2 separate regions of the Mus musculus genome follow, and region 2 is linked to region 1. A link is a contact called in public Hi-C data. All regions are on one chromosome and are shown on one strand. Each heading gives the region's core, a stretch centred on a gene start, on an enhancer-like site or on the middle of the called end of the contact. The rest is flanking DNA. Distances are from core to core; before and after follow the strand shown.

The links. A called contact is a pair of places that touch in the nucleus more often than the background predicts.
Region 2: a Hi-C map of Sertoli cells shows a contact between it and region 1, with 3 times the contacts expected there. The contact joins the enhancer-like site here to the promoter of Prkd1 in region 1. A contact is called at or near these places in 7 of 39 promoter capture datasets (the 3T3-L1 cell line, hippocampal neurons, macrophages and 4 more), 1 of 484 Hi-C or Micro-C datasets (Sertoli cells) and 3 of 9 other capture datasets (adipose tissue, liver and pancreatic islet).

Annotation. Positions count from the first base shown.
Region 1 is chr12:50,646,616-50,654,110 of GRCm38.p6, forward strand. It overlaps Prkd1 (protein kinase D1), which reads right to left and starts at 2,634. Exons shown (of 19, transcript NM_008858.4): 1 at 2,101-2,634. The coding sequence starts at 2,358.
Region 2 is chr12:50,695,461-50,702,212 of GRCm38.p6, forward strand. No RefSeq gene overlaps it. Among named protein-coding and RNA genes, the nearest start is that of Prkd1, 50 kb to the left of the region's middle. Within about 2 kb of position 3,226, at least 24 of the 459 cell types and tissues checked have an H3K27ac peak or open chromatin away from gene starts, as enhancers often do. A contact at or near this core is called in Sertoli cells, where this site is marked.

The DNA of each region.
Region 1 (7,495 bases), core at 1,384-3,883:
CCCATAAAAACAAAAGGATATGGCTGTCCCAGGAAAACTTTTCAAACTTTTCTTTTGGTGAAGAACTGCATAATAAGCAGGATACATACAGGATTCCCTTAGAACACACAGTGGGGCTGGCTCCCTGCTCTCCAGCCTTCCTCCAGCTCCTCCCCTCATCCCCACCCCCAGATCTTGGCTCAGGTCTACACAGCACAACACTTGACTGCATTCCAGTTTTCTTTCTGCCATTACATTTTGGCCATTCTAAAACACCCTCCACAAAGCTAATGTGGATCTCAGATACGTGCGGTATGGATATCTCTCTTTTGAGAAGATTACCGAGTTTTCGGTTTTTTTGTTTTTTTACAATGTAAGTTCCTAATCATCTCAAGACTTTTTTTCCTAAGTGAACCTTCTGTGTATCTACTACTGAGGCTGTCCCAGCCTGCTTTGCCCTGCATGTCCTCTTGCTTGCACTTCTCCTGGGTACTGATAACACTCCCAGGCAGCAACCCAGAGTCAACTGTAAAATTCACTGTATCCAAACCCCAACCCAAACCTCTTGAATCATATTCCCCACTCAAAACCTCAAGGACAGACCAGAAACACAGAAACACACAGAGTTTAAGCAGGTCAAAACAAAGTTTGTATTAACTTAGCCCTTTTGGGATATTCTAACACTACACCATCTTCTTTAGAACTTACAGTTAGATTGTTGTTATAGTACCGAAGGGACTTTCTGAATAATTTCATTACATGTGTTGTGTATGCCTGTGTGGCAGTGCTTTTTAATTAATTAATCCATATCATAACAGAAATATTTGAAGGCTATACAGTGAGGCAGTCAGAGCCTAGAATACTTGCATAATTCACCATCCTGGGGGAGGGGGCGGCTGGATTCAGTACTTCAAGGGAACTACAAAGAGTTCAATTATATAACGAAAAAATATCACTCCCTTTAATTAACAAAACTTCAAGGCACTCACTGTTACTTGAGTCTGACCTCTAGAATTTTCACTTCCTGCATTAGTGGGTGCTTCCCCAGAGCAACTCCCTAGACCTCTGTACTCAGCACCACTATTTACACCGCTCAAAAAGCGTAAGACACGTTGTTCCAAACAGTTTAAGAAAATCCGCTCTTGACTGTTCATTAAAGGGTGAGAACTAGCCAGTCAGCCCTCCAGAGTTGAAAGTCAGCACCTTTAGCTAACTCCTCTATCTCTCTCTCCTCCCCCAGAACCCTGGCAGTCCATACTGTGAAGGAGTGGCACCAAGGGCCCTTCCCCCTTACATGAAGCATCCTTCTGGATGGCTGTGGAGATAACCTAACTTCAAAAGTGCACTGGAAACAATGATGGGTGGCCTAGCCCAGCTTTATGGGCCTCTCCCCAGCCAGTCTTTGATGACCACTATCCAAAGTCCCATAGCCTCAAACTTAAGAGCAAAGCCAGCACTGGATGTTCTTGGAACCACAGACCTTCTCACTACTCCAGTCTCCCAAGATCAGTGCATGGAAATTTAAGCCAAAAAACGCTGTAAATTTCAGGTTTTATTGTTGGAAAATGTTTCTAAGCTCGCACAGTGGTAGTACTAAATCCAGGGCGGACTTGGGTAGTGGTACCAACTCCTCGGTTGTTTTCACAGCTGGCTTAATCAATCACCCTTTCTTAAAAGCACTATTGGCAGGTGAGAAATTCCTGGCGTCCAGGTCACACCCGGAACTCCTCAGCATCAATTAGAGCTGAAAGAGGATGTAGTGGAAGGGAGTGGGGCTGAAAAAGCTCTGGGCTGTCCCAAGGGATCTCTGGCGCTGGAAAGCGGATCTGGTACCAGGTAGGCTCTGGTCCAGGGAAAAAGAGTCAGGACAGCCAGGAAACCTCAAGAATACGCCGGAGCGCGAGGAGAAAAGTGCAAGATTCCTTGAACTGTCATCGCAAGAAGGGAGGTAAAGGAGGTGAGAAGGCAGGCGTGCCAGAGAAGGAGCAGGAGGTCAGCCCCCAGGAAGACTGCGCGGCAGGCAGAGCAGTGCCTGGGGCTAGGGCATGCAGTCCGGCCACAGCCAGGCTGTACGGCGCAGGCGAGGTCGGCTGCAAAGTTGGTGGACCCGGGGCACCTTACCTTCTGGTCCACGATGGAACAAGCCATCTCCCGGACATGCGCCAGGCTGTAGTCGCCAGAGGAGTCCTGCAGGAGCAGCACCGGCTCGCGGCTCAGGCCGATCTGCAGATGGAACGAGATGCCCCCCGCCGGGGCGGCCCCAGGCGCCGGGAAGGGCGCGGGCCCGGAGCCTGGGACCAGCGCAGCGGCGGCAGCAGCCACGGCGGCCGCGGCGGGCAGGAGCGGGCTAGGCGGTCGCAGCAGCGGAGGGACGCTCATCGCGCCAGTGAGCCCCAAAGTTTGGCGGACGTGGGGCGCGGCGCCGCTGCCTGCGGCGGCGGAGAAGAACCACCAAACTTTCCGGGAAAGTCCGCGCGCGGGGACAGGGCGCGCGACCGGAGCTGGTGAGGGCGGGAGCCGCGAAGATGGCCGAGCGGAGCCGGGGCCGGCGGGCGGGCAGGCGAGCAGGCGGGCGCGCGGCAGCGCGGGGGAGGCGCCCAGCTACTGCGGCCGCGGCGCGCTCCGCTCCGGGGACCACGGCGGGTCCGCGCGACCGGCGCCGGCGGGGCGGGGCGGGGCGAGGGCGGCGCCGCGGAGCCGACGAGGGGAACCGGAGCCCGACGGGGAGCCGCCCCCTGCGCGCAGCAGCCGCCCCAGCCCACTCGGCGGACTCTAAAGCCGCGGACCCGCCCATTCAGGGCAGTCCTGACCACCCCCTTCCAAGCGCCCGCACAGGAGTGGACCGGGAAACGCCAGCCTGGTAGAGCCCACCTAACGGGGGACTCCCTCTGGGAGCCCTCGAGTTTGTTAAAGGGCCAGTCAGCTGACCTCTTTAAAACCGTGTCTCTCTTGTAATAGCGGAGTCTGTATCCTTTCCATCAACCCCACCTGCTCCACCCACCGCCTTCTTAAGGGTCTAAATAGGGTTCTTGCTTTCTACTTTGTTTTGTGTTTGGAACTTCTGTGTTTCAGCCTCTTCAAAACTGTCAACCTTAACCTGGCTTTCTAGGAGCAATTCCAGCCCCACACCCACAGCACTAATTTTGATCTGATTATACTGGTGGCTGGGCAAAAAGAGGTGCTTCAGAGACAGTAGAGCCTGACTATATTTCTGTCCTTTCTATCGGGATGGGTTCTTTGCATCTGTAGATGTACAGGGACCCTATTTGGTTTAACAGGCTGCAATGATTGTTATCAGAGGCCTTCTGATAATTCTTAGTAAATTCTGAACAGGCTCCATCTTGGCAGCGCTTCTTCTCACTTTAGTTTCCCCAATGTGTCCTCTTACATGCACAAGCACACAAACCATTTTTGCATATTTTCGTTTGCAGTGTGTTAATTTTGTTTTGTTTTGGTTGGTTTGCTTGTTTGTCTGTTTTTGATTAATGGTTCTCTTCTGGACCAGAACATTGAGATGTGGTTTTCTACAGAGTTGTGTTGTATGTCAGTAATGGAATCTTGAAATTCCCACCTACATATAGTCAATTCACTATTCTAGAAAACTCTCTAAATTAATGGTACAAACGACTATTTGAGTAGACTGGATAGGGGTGTCGTTCCTAAGTTTACAGACTGCTTTAAAGGAACTAGTTTTACCTAAGCCATCTGTGCTTTCTAGCTATCATAGCTCTGAACACAGGACTTCTGTCCCAGAGTCTGCGGGCACTAGCTATCCACTTATGAAGTCAGACTATGTTCTTGCCATAACTGATTACATTGAAAATATAAAAGTAAGACAGTAAATGAAGTTAGTTCTGACAGCAACAATTGCCATAAATAACAGTAACACAGTGGTTAACAGCAGTAACCATGATCAAGAACATGAGGCTCAACACTTTGACCAGTGAAGAAAACAAATCTTTCCTGGGGTGTTTCCATTTGAGCCAAGGACTGGTTGATGGGAAGGACTGGTCTTAAGACAAGCTTAGGTAATGGTCTTCAAGTCATATAGCATGCAAAAGACCCCAAGAGAGGGCTTACTGCACTTGCTTAAGGCACAGAAGAAATGAGGCTGGAGGGCAAATAGGAACCAGTTCTTCAAAGCTGTGCTAAATTGTTTGTGGTTTATTCTCAATGCACCACTGAACCACTGGGAGGATTTCAACAAGCCAGTAGATGTGATTAACATGTTTTGAAGGAACATTCTTTGACTGTTATGCAGGAAGCAAATCGCAAGCGAAAGGAATAAAAGCAGGGGCAGTAGGTTAGGGACCCTAGCTGTTGCCCCTCCCTCTACAGGATCATCATGATGGTAGTGGAGGTGCTGAGAAACAAGAGGCTAGAGTTCTTAATGTGGAGGCAGGATGGAGACCCTGCTGTTTACGCAGATTCTCCAATGGTAGGGAAATAGAAGTGTCACCAAGGACTCTATGGTTTTTTGAGAAATGTGTGTGATTCTCTGCTGCTAATAATTGAGACAGAAAACAGAAAAGAAGCAGGTTGGGGAGAAGGACGATTCATTCTCTAAGCATTTCGTTTGAAATGACACTAAACAGTCAAATGGTAATAACCAGAACAGGAATTATGAGCCCCATATTCAAGGAACAGAAGTGGGTCAAGACTACATTGGAGGTCAATTCAAAGCTAGACAAGGTTTCTCAGAACAACTTCACATACTCATCAATTTTATGAGAGAGAGAGAGAGAAAAACACGGGTGAACCACTTTGGAAGAAAAATCTGTGAATAACTCCTTATGCTGTATCCATGATGTGAAAGATTCTTGTAGGGTGCTGGAAATAGTTGAAAAGGAAGCAAAAGACAGAAACAGACCAAGAAATTGAAATTATTTTAAAGAACCTAAGCCATTACTAGATGAAGAAAAAAAAAAAGGAAGCAACACAAAGACACAACAAAACTTAAAGCAGCTTGAACTCTATAGCCAGCAGAACCTCACACACACACACTCTCTCTCTCTCTCTCTCTCTCTCTCTCTCTCTCTCTCACACACACCCTCTCACACACATACACACACACACTCACACACACACTCACACACACACTCACACACACACTCACACACACTCACACACACACACTCACTCACACACACTCACACTCAAACACACACACTCACATACACACAGAGTTGACAGTTCCAAGTTTCTTTCCTATGGGGAGCTGGATTGAGACAGCATCTCACTCTGTAGGCAAAGATGACCTCAATGGGCTATGGTCCTGTTTCCTCCTCACCGGAGCTGGAGCTGGAGCTGGGATTTCAGCCATGTGCCACACCCAGTGAGTGTGGAAATTGTTATGGTAGGCATGTGAAGACTGGAAGGCTGCGAACTGGTACTAACTTTTGCTGAATGGCAAAGGAATGAATGGATATATCTAAGGAACCTGGTATATTTCTCTTTTGACTACAAAATAATGAGCAAAACACATGGAGGATTTGGGAGGGCATTAGTGATTTCAAGCCCTTCTAGATATTTTACCCTTGGAAAACAAAAGAGTACTTAAGAAATAAGTTGTGACTAAAATTAATGACTGAGTCTTTTTTTATTATTATTATTAATTATAATTAAGTAAGTACACTGTAGCTGTCTTCAGACAGCACCTGAAGAGGGCCTCAGATCTCATGAGTGATTGTGAGCCACCATGTGGTTGCTGGGATTTGAACTCCAGACCTTCAGAAGAGCAGTCGGGTGCTCTTACCCACTGAGCCATCTCACCAGCCCCATGACTGAGTCTTTTGAAATGAATTCTTTCCAGTTTGCATTTTGGCTAATGTTGCTGAGGTAACTCTGATGATATCTAACGACATCGTCCAAGAAGTTTCAAAGCTTTAATCAACATTCTACCCTAAATGAGTGACCAGGGTGCATAAAACAATGCTAATCTTGTAGGTGTTTTTCAAACAGGTTATATGTCCCAATAATTTTGGAATTATCTAGTAATTTAAAATCAACAATAGAAAGCAGTTTGAAAAAGAAAAAAAGTCTGATTTGAATAAAAGTCAGATTAGGAGAACTTTAAACTTGGTCCAACTAAGAGGGGTAGCAGAAACAGAAAATAAAATTTAAAATCTCACAGTTCTGTGGATGAAGGGATTATACACTCTAGTCTAAACATTTACAATGTAAGATACTGAGGACTAGAGGAACTATATAAAAACTTTGAAAGTTTGGAACTCAAAAATATGAAGCAGATATGATTATAGCATATACTTTCTATATATATTATTGAACTCTAGAAGCTGTTGCTTAAGGATAAATATGGAGAGATGAATGTATCAGTGGATGGATGGATGGATGGATAGATGGATGGATGGATACACATTTTATTGTTGCTTGTTTTAAAGTATTCATAATAATTTTCTGTCAACCCGGGTTAGATACAGATGGCACAAAGGGCACAAAAGAAAAATAAGGTTCTAATGGTGTGCTGCATGGTTTTATGTCAACTTGACACAAGCTATAGTCCTCTGAGAAGAGAGGACCTCAATTAATAAAATCCCTCCATAAGATTGGATTGGACACAATCCTATAAGGAGTTTTCATAATTGGTGATTGATGGGGGTGGGACCAGCCCACTGTGGATGGCGGCATCCATTGCCTGGAGCAAGCTGAGCCAGCAGCTGGACAAGCCATGATGAACAAGCCAGCAAATAGCACTCCTCCATGGTTCCTGAAGCTCCTGCCTCCAGGTCCCTCTCCTGACTCCTTTCGATGATGAATAGCAATATGAAAGAGCAAACCAAATAAACTCTTTCCTTGTCATGGTGTTTCAGCATAGCAATAGTAACCCTCACTGTGACAAATGGAGACATCAATTACAGAGTCCTTTGGCAAAAATCTGATACTAAAACCAAGAATCCTGGTTCAACTTGACACAAGCCAGACTGGGAAGAGGGAACTTCAACTGAAAAAAAAAAAAGAAATGCCTGCGTCCTATTAGCTCACTGGCAAGTTTGTGGGGCATCTCTGGATTATGCACATGTGGGAAGCAGTATGCAAAGACAGATGTACAAGGCTAATACAAGAAAGACTCAGAGAGCCAGCAGGAGCAAGCCAGTGAGCAGTGCTCCTCTGTGGCTTCTGCTTCAGTGAGTTCCTGCTTAAGTTCCTGCCCGGACTTCCTTCAGTAATGGAGTGTGACGTGAGAATTAAAAGTTAAAATAATTCCCCCAAGTTGTTTTTGGTCATGGTGTCTTCATCACAGCAATAGAAACGGAACCAAGCACCAGTGATAGTGGCACACACCTTTAATCCCAGCACTTGGGAGGCAGAGGCAGGCGGATTTCTGAGTTCGAGGCCAGCCTGGTCTACAAAGTGAGTTCAGGACAGCTAGGGCTATACAGAGAAACCCTGTCTCGAAAACAAACAAACAAACAAACAAAAACAAAACAAAACAAGACAAAAGAAAAGGAAAGGAAAGAAGACAAGAGAAGAAAAAAAGAAACTGAACCAAGTAAGA
Region 2 (6,752 bases), core at 1,976-4,475, 49 kb after region 1:
AACCTAGTTGTCCCTCAACAGAGGAATGGATACAGAGTTTTGATTCCTGTAAGGCTTCTCTAAAAATGTTTATTTGATTCTTGAATGTCCTTTGAGTAACCACAAGGAAGCACAGGTGAAGTGCCTGCCTGAGCAGGCAAATGTCAAGTGAGACTGAAGACCTGACAAAAGAGCAAACTGACCTTTTGGACCAAATGCATTCTCTGTTGGAGAGCTCTATCTACTCAACTTCATAGACACTGGCTAGGCTTGTGTTACTTGGGTATAATGAACACACCTGGAGATAATTTCCCAACACATGATTCACCTCTTCCCACTATTAAGTGTCATAAGAAGTGGGGGGCACTTCCTCCCTTGTTGCTGGATTGGATGGGTCTAAACTAGTCAAACGAAGACTGAAATAAGGGTGTGGAAATTTTAGTTCAATGGCTTTGAGATGCTCAATCTGAAATTGGGAGGATGAAATAATCTGCTGCATATGGTCTTTATGCGGTCCAGGGAAGGAAACAGAGTTCTCAGTAGAAGAATGGAGCAGAAAGGAGGAGAGATTGTCAGAGAAGGCAAATCCTGAGGGGAAACACTGTGGACACTGAGCCCTGCTCTAGTCTAGCACCTGAGGAGATCTGCTATATCGCTGGCATTTGTATGGGAGCTATTTTTTCATGCTCAATCTGTCTTGCTTTGCTTTCATCTACAAGAAGCACAGAGAGCCCCCAAAGTAGATTACTTCAGAATGGATTTGAGGCAATATTCTGAGATTTTAGAATAACTTCTGACAGATACCAAAGAAACAAGAAAGATTACAATTCTGCTTTAAATGAACTAAGTGTCTCTTAACTTTTTTTTAATTTTAAGGATTGCTAATTGTTTTTCAAACTGACACTTAACTAATTGGGTTATAATTTGGTGTTGTAAGCTTTTCGACTTTGCCAGGTGTGGTAGCACACGCCTTTACTCCTTGCACATACAAGGCAAACATTTACAGCCTAGACTACAAAAAGTGAGTTCCAAGACAACCAGTGCTAACTAGAGAGAACATGTCTCAAACAAACAAACAAACCCCCAAAATACAACCTGTAATGAACAAAAGAGGGTAATTAGCATGTCCCTGTTTTTAAACCATATACCATGACTTCATGAGTCCATCATACTTATGTCACACATAAGTTGCTCACACACAAGATGAATATGACTGAAACACCATCAAAATAGTAGCTCTGGAACTTTTCGGGATCTTTGAACTTCCCCAACATAACATTATATAGTTGACTACTTTCTTTACATTTTGTCTGTCCTTCTCTTAAACTGTAAGCTAAGTTGATTGGCTTCTTCTCAAAAAATGGTTATATTTATTATTAAGTGTATAATCGATGAATAAGAGATGAAGGGGTGAATGGATGGATTCACTGCATGAGCCTGGCATGTCTGAAAGCCCTGACTATTTTAGATGTGCTAATATGCATGTACTTTTAATGAAAGCTTGTATATAAATGGGTGATACAGTATTTTTTCAGCTTTTACAGTGGCCCTCTTCAGAACAAACTTTTTCCTGTTTCAAGGAAAATCATCCTAATGCTTTTATCTACCCGAGGTCAGCTTCCTTCTTTCTTACCTTAGCTTACAGACAGAAACTTCCTTCTGAATATACTGAAAAGAAATTCATATCTATAGTAAGTGGGAGAAATCATCATGAGATTAATTATTCATGGAAAGTGAAGGGATGGTTGGGATGTCTATCTCCGCATGTACACATCTACATTTGTACTCCCGCCATCCATGAGTCTGGCTTAAAAGGAGAATAAGTAAAATGTAAATGGAAGCAGATTAGAACTGTCTAATTGTCATAAAACAATAGTTTCTCATCCTCCAAAATTTATATTTAAAAATTGCTAAATGTATCTTTGTTCACCAAGCACTTTAATTAACACCTATAACATGGTGATTATATTATTCAACATTTAAGTGCTTAATTTGCAATCTGGAATTACAGGCATTCCCTGATAAAGATATATTTTCATTTGTTGCATTTGTATTTTTAGTAGAAGACAAAAATAAGCAGATACTTATATGATAATATAATGCTAGATCCATAAACAGGAGTTTTCCTCCCTCCCTTCCATTGCACTTGAGATTAAAACACAGTAACAATCTATTTTTATGTGATGAGCGATTGGATGTTTTTTCACATCGTGAGAGGTTGGAAGTACTGTACCTGCCATCTACTGGAAGTCTGTGGGAGGTACATTTCCCTAGGAACAACTCCAGTCCTCTAGAGAGAGGCTAAAAAACTGCTGCTTGTGCTAGTCGAGGAAAGTGTACCACAGGCTTTGAGGTCATTTAGTGCTATTAAAGCAAATTAAAGAAAAAAATGACCTCATTAATCACAGGCACAAAATGGACCTAGCTAAATCTGAAAAGAAAAAAGGAAAGAGTGACTCACCTTTGAAATGTTAAAGGTTCTACAAGGCCAAGGGGGGTGGGGGGCGGGAAGAGCAACAGCTGTCCTTACCTGAATTCTCACTAGGAGGAGAGCTCTGTGTGTGTGTGTGTGTGTGTGTGTGTGTGTGTGTGTGTGTGTGTGTGTGTGAGAGAGAGAGAGAGAGAGAGAGAGAGAGAGAATTCTTGCAATTAGGTCTTGGCTCATGGGGAAGCCAGGATTCTCAGTTTCTTTAGTGACTTCTGTTGAGCATTTCTGGGCTTCATTGGATTGTTTGACAAAGGTCAGGTGTTAAAATGAGAGGAGACAAGATATGGAGAGTGTTCTGAAATGGTGAAAAACTGTAAGAATTTAGATGCCATGGTTAGGTCTTTAGTTACAAGCTTTGGGAACTATATTTAATTCCTCCAACTATGTGCTGGGTCAGATAGCTCATTTCCTGTAACCTGCAAACCTACAAGGACAATTAATAGACCCATATTGCAATCCCATTAGCCCACTTTCTTGCCTAGTTTTTTTTAATGTAACCTATGTAAGGACTCCTCTTTCCTGAGTTGCAAAAAGACAAACAACAAACACCTCACTGAGTTGCCATTTAATTCCATTTTTATGAATGGCTTTTAAATTAGTGTTTTACAGATTTAAAAACAGAGTGCAATGCTTCCAGCTGGTAGGTAGATGAAGATAACAAAGGAGTTATGAGTTGCAGATTTCCACTGACACCCTCACAGCTTGCTAGTCTCACATGGAATGGCAGCAGCACCAGGGAGAGTGGCTTCACTGAGGTCCCATTGTAGTGTGCAATGTCCATTTCAGGTCACTTCACACCAGTTGCTGCTACTTCCATGACCTCACATTACCTCTAACGAAATTGTAAAATAAACATTGGATTTGAAATTGAACCAGGAATGTCCTTGAGCCACTGTCATGTGAATAAAGACAAAGTTTTTTTTTTTTTAAAGTATAAAACTATGTGCTAGAAGTGTCCTTGACATTGTGCACTAGGAGTATCCACTTCAACTTGGAAATTCAAACAAGGAGATCACTTTCCACACATTTCAGCCTTCAATTAGCATACTTCAGCACAGGAGGGAGAACACAGGGGCAGCTGTTATTTCCAGGGATACTGGGACAGTGAGAAGGACAAGTGGCACAGAGGGCTCCAGTGCTAAGTGACAAAACAGTGGGACTTTTGTGTTGAGCAGACAGACAGACCAGAGACACAGAAAATCCTTCCGCCATAAACATCTGGAAGTACTGGGGGGAAAGCACGGGGAGCAGTGTTTAAAATGCACAGCCAGACTCAGAAAGAAATACATCCAGTCCACAGGAGCTAGAAGGAAGGAGAAAAGAGACTGGATTAGGAAACAGCGCTGCACCCTGACAGCTGGTCAGGAGGTGAGGCATGGGAAGGCATTAGTCAATTCTGGAAATTAAATGAAGGTGGCAGTTCCAGGCTTGGGAGCTGACTGCGTTGGGGAGTAAGATCATCAAACTTTCACTTCACACACAATGCTACAAAACTGGGCTAAGGGAAATAAAATTGTTGGTTCAGGGAATGTGCAGAGAGGGAACAACCTATCTAGCTGCAAAGCCAGTGGGAGGAACATTATTAACTGGACCTGGGGTCTGGACAGGAGAAATTATTTCACTAAGGATTATCTACTGAAGGAACAAAGATCAAAATTCAACCACAGGAACTTCAGATGATAAATTTGAAGCATGTACACAATTAATGTGATTGAAAGAGGAAGGAATCAAAAGTCTAAAAAAAGTCATTTAATACTACCCAAAGTACATAAGAGAGTCTCTCTCTCTCTCTCTCTCTCTCTCTCTGTGTGTGTGTGTGTGTGTGTGTGCATGCGCGCGCACGTGCGCGCGCGTGAGAGAGCACACATGTACAAGAGCACATGTATACATATAGAGATGCTCAGTAGTGGCTAAGGGCACTTTCTGCTTTTCCAGGGGACCCACACTGAGCAACTCAGGACAGCCCACACTCCAGCTCCAGGGGATCCAATGCTCTTTTCTCATGGGAGAGAATGTACACATATACATGGCAAACACATATACAAACACTCATAGCATAAATAAAAATAACAGTAAATCTTTAACATAACAAACAGTAAATGTATTGGGGCTAGAGAGATGGTCCAGTGGCTGAAGGTACTGGATGATCTTCCAGAGGTATTGGGTTCAATTGCCGGCACTAACATGGCAGCTCACAACTGTCTGTAATACAGCTTCAAGTGATTTGACACCCCCCACAGTATAAATGCAGATAAAACAGCAATGTACATATAATTAATTAATTAATTAATTAATTAATTAATGTATCATATGGTCTATAATTCCATGGGTATTTGCAACAGTAAAAAGCCACTGTGTGTTTGCATAAAGGATGTTTATTTCCTTTATATTAGACTCCATCTAGCTGCTTTGTTTCCTATAATTTTTATTGGATGTAATTAAGGATGTTTGCTCTGAAATACCTGAAACAGGAAAATTTCAGGGGAAAATGTATAGTAACTTATTTTAAAAGTCACTGGAAAGTATTGGGCATGCCTGAAGAGTAACTCAGTGCTCAGAAAAATTAGTTTGCTAGCAATGAAAGGACTCCTAAAGACATACTGCTATATCCTTAAATCAGGGCCTCACTCAGCCAACATCTGAGAGGCTTCCTCTTGGAGTAAATAGAAATGAACACAGAGTCCCACAAGTGGACAATGTGAAAGAATAACAGACTTTGGAGCACTCAACCTTACACAGAATGTCTAGATTAAATCCCTCCCCTCAAGGTCAGGAAGCGCTCTGGGAAATGAAGTAGAAAAGTGTTAGACACAAAGGGGATGGATGACTCCAAGGAAACAGTGTTTTGCAGACACAATGGGACTGGTGCACATGTAAACTCACAGAGACCTTGGCAGTTGCATAAGACCTGCGGGGGTTCAGGGTCCCACACCCTAAGCAAGAGTATTCTGCAACTGACACCCACTGTCAAAAGGGAAAATTGATTTTCCCTAATGAAACTATCACTGGGCACTTTATCTATGCTCCAAGGCAGGCCCCAAGCCCAGGAGTAGCTGTCCAACACAACACAAACTCAATGGTATTTCTGTGATTTTTTTTTTTTTGTCTTATTGGTCTTTTGTTTGTTTTGAATTTTGGTTTTGTGTTATTGTGTTGATTTCATTTGGTTTATTTATTTATTTTTGCTTTTTTTTTTTTTTTTTTTGAGAGTGACAGTAAGAGACACACAGACAGACACACACACAGAGTGTCTAATTTCATTTAAATTAGAATCAAGTGACATTTGACAAATGGAAGTAGATTGCAAGGACTACCAAAGAACTTGCAGAAGGAATTTCTCACTAATACATTTCATACAAAAAGATGTCACTTTAGTAAAGGACTAAGATGGAGGAAAAAAGTGTGAGTTAACAGTTTGGTACACAGTAGTCAAGTCTAAATGATCATAGTTTAATTATCATGGAACAGGAACAATCATTAATCCAAGAAGGGGAAGCATAGTAAGCCAAATTCTCAACAAGTGACATAGTGTCAAGTAACCTTGACTTGTACAATGTGCTAAGGGCATTCTAGTTCTGAGTCTTGTGAAGAAACCAATTTCTGTAGGATACTGACTCAACTGAATACGCTATTTAGTTTTGTCTTAGTCAGTGTTCTGTTGCTGTGAAGAGTCATCATGACCGCAGTGAGTCTTATAAAAGGAAAGTATTTAAATAGGGATTGCTTACAGTTTCAGGGTTGCTTACAGTTTCGGAGGTTCACTCCATTTTCATCATTATGAAAACAATGGGAGCATTCAGTCAGACATGGTGTTGGAGAGTAGCTGAGTTCTATATTCAGTTTGGCAGGCAGAGGGAGAAACTAGGCCTGGCTTGAGCATTTGAAACTGAAAGCCCACCTCTACTGACAAACTTCTTCCAACAAGCCCACACCTCCTAATCCCTCTCAAGCAAATCTGTGCCCTAATTAACATGCTTTTTAGCATATGAGCCTAGGGGAGCAATTTCTATTCAAACAATTATGACATTCACACTAGCAGAGGGGGTGGGAGATAGGAAATAAGGTCAAGAGAAGAAAGTGGAAACTGAAAAGTCAGCAACATAACACCAACACTATCAATAAGTGTAACTAAAGTAAGATGACATGTCAAAGACCTGAGTCATTAAAACTTTTTGCATCGTTTGCAGCAGATAAACCCGAAGTGCTGGAGATATAAATATCAAATGTATTCCTCATAGGGTATTTTAAAATAATTTTTAAATATACCTTAAAATGTAAGAAGTAT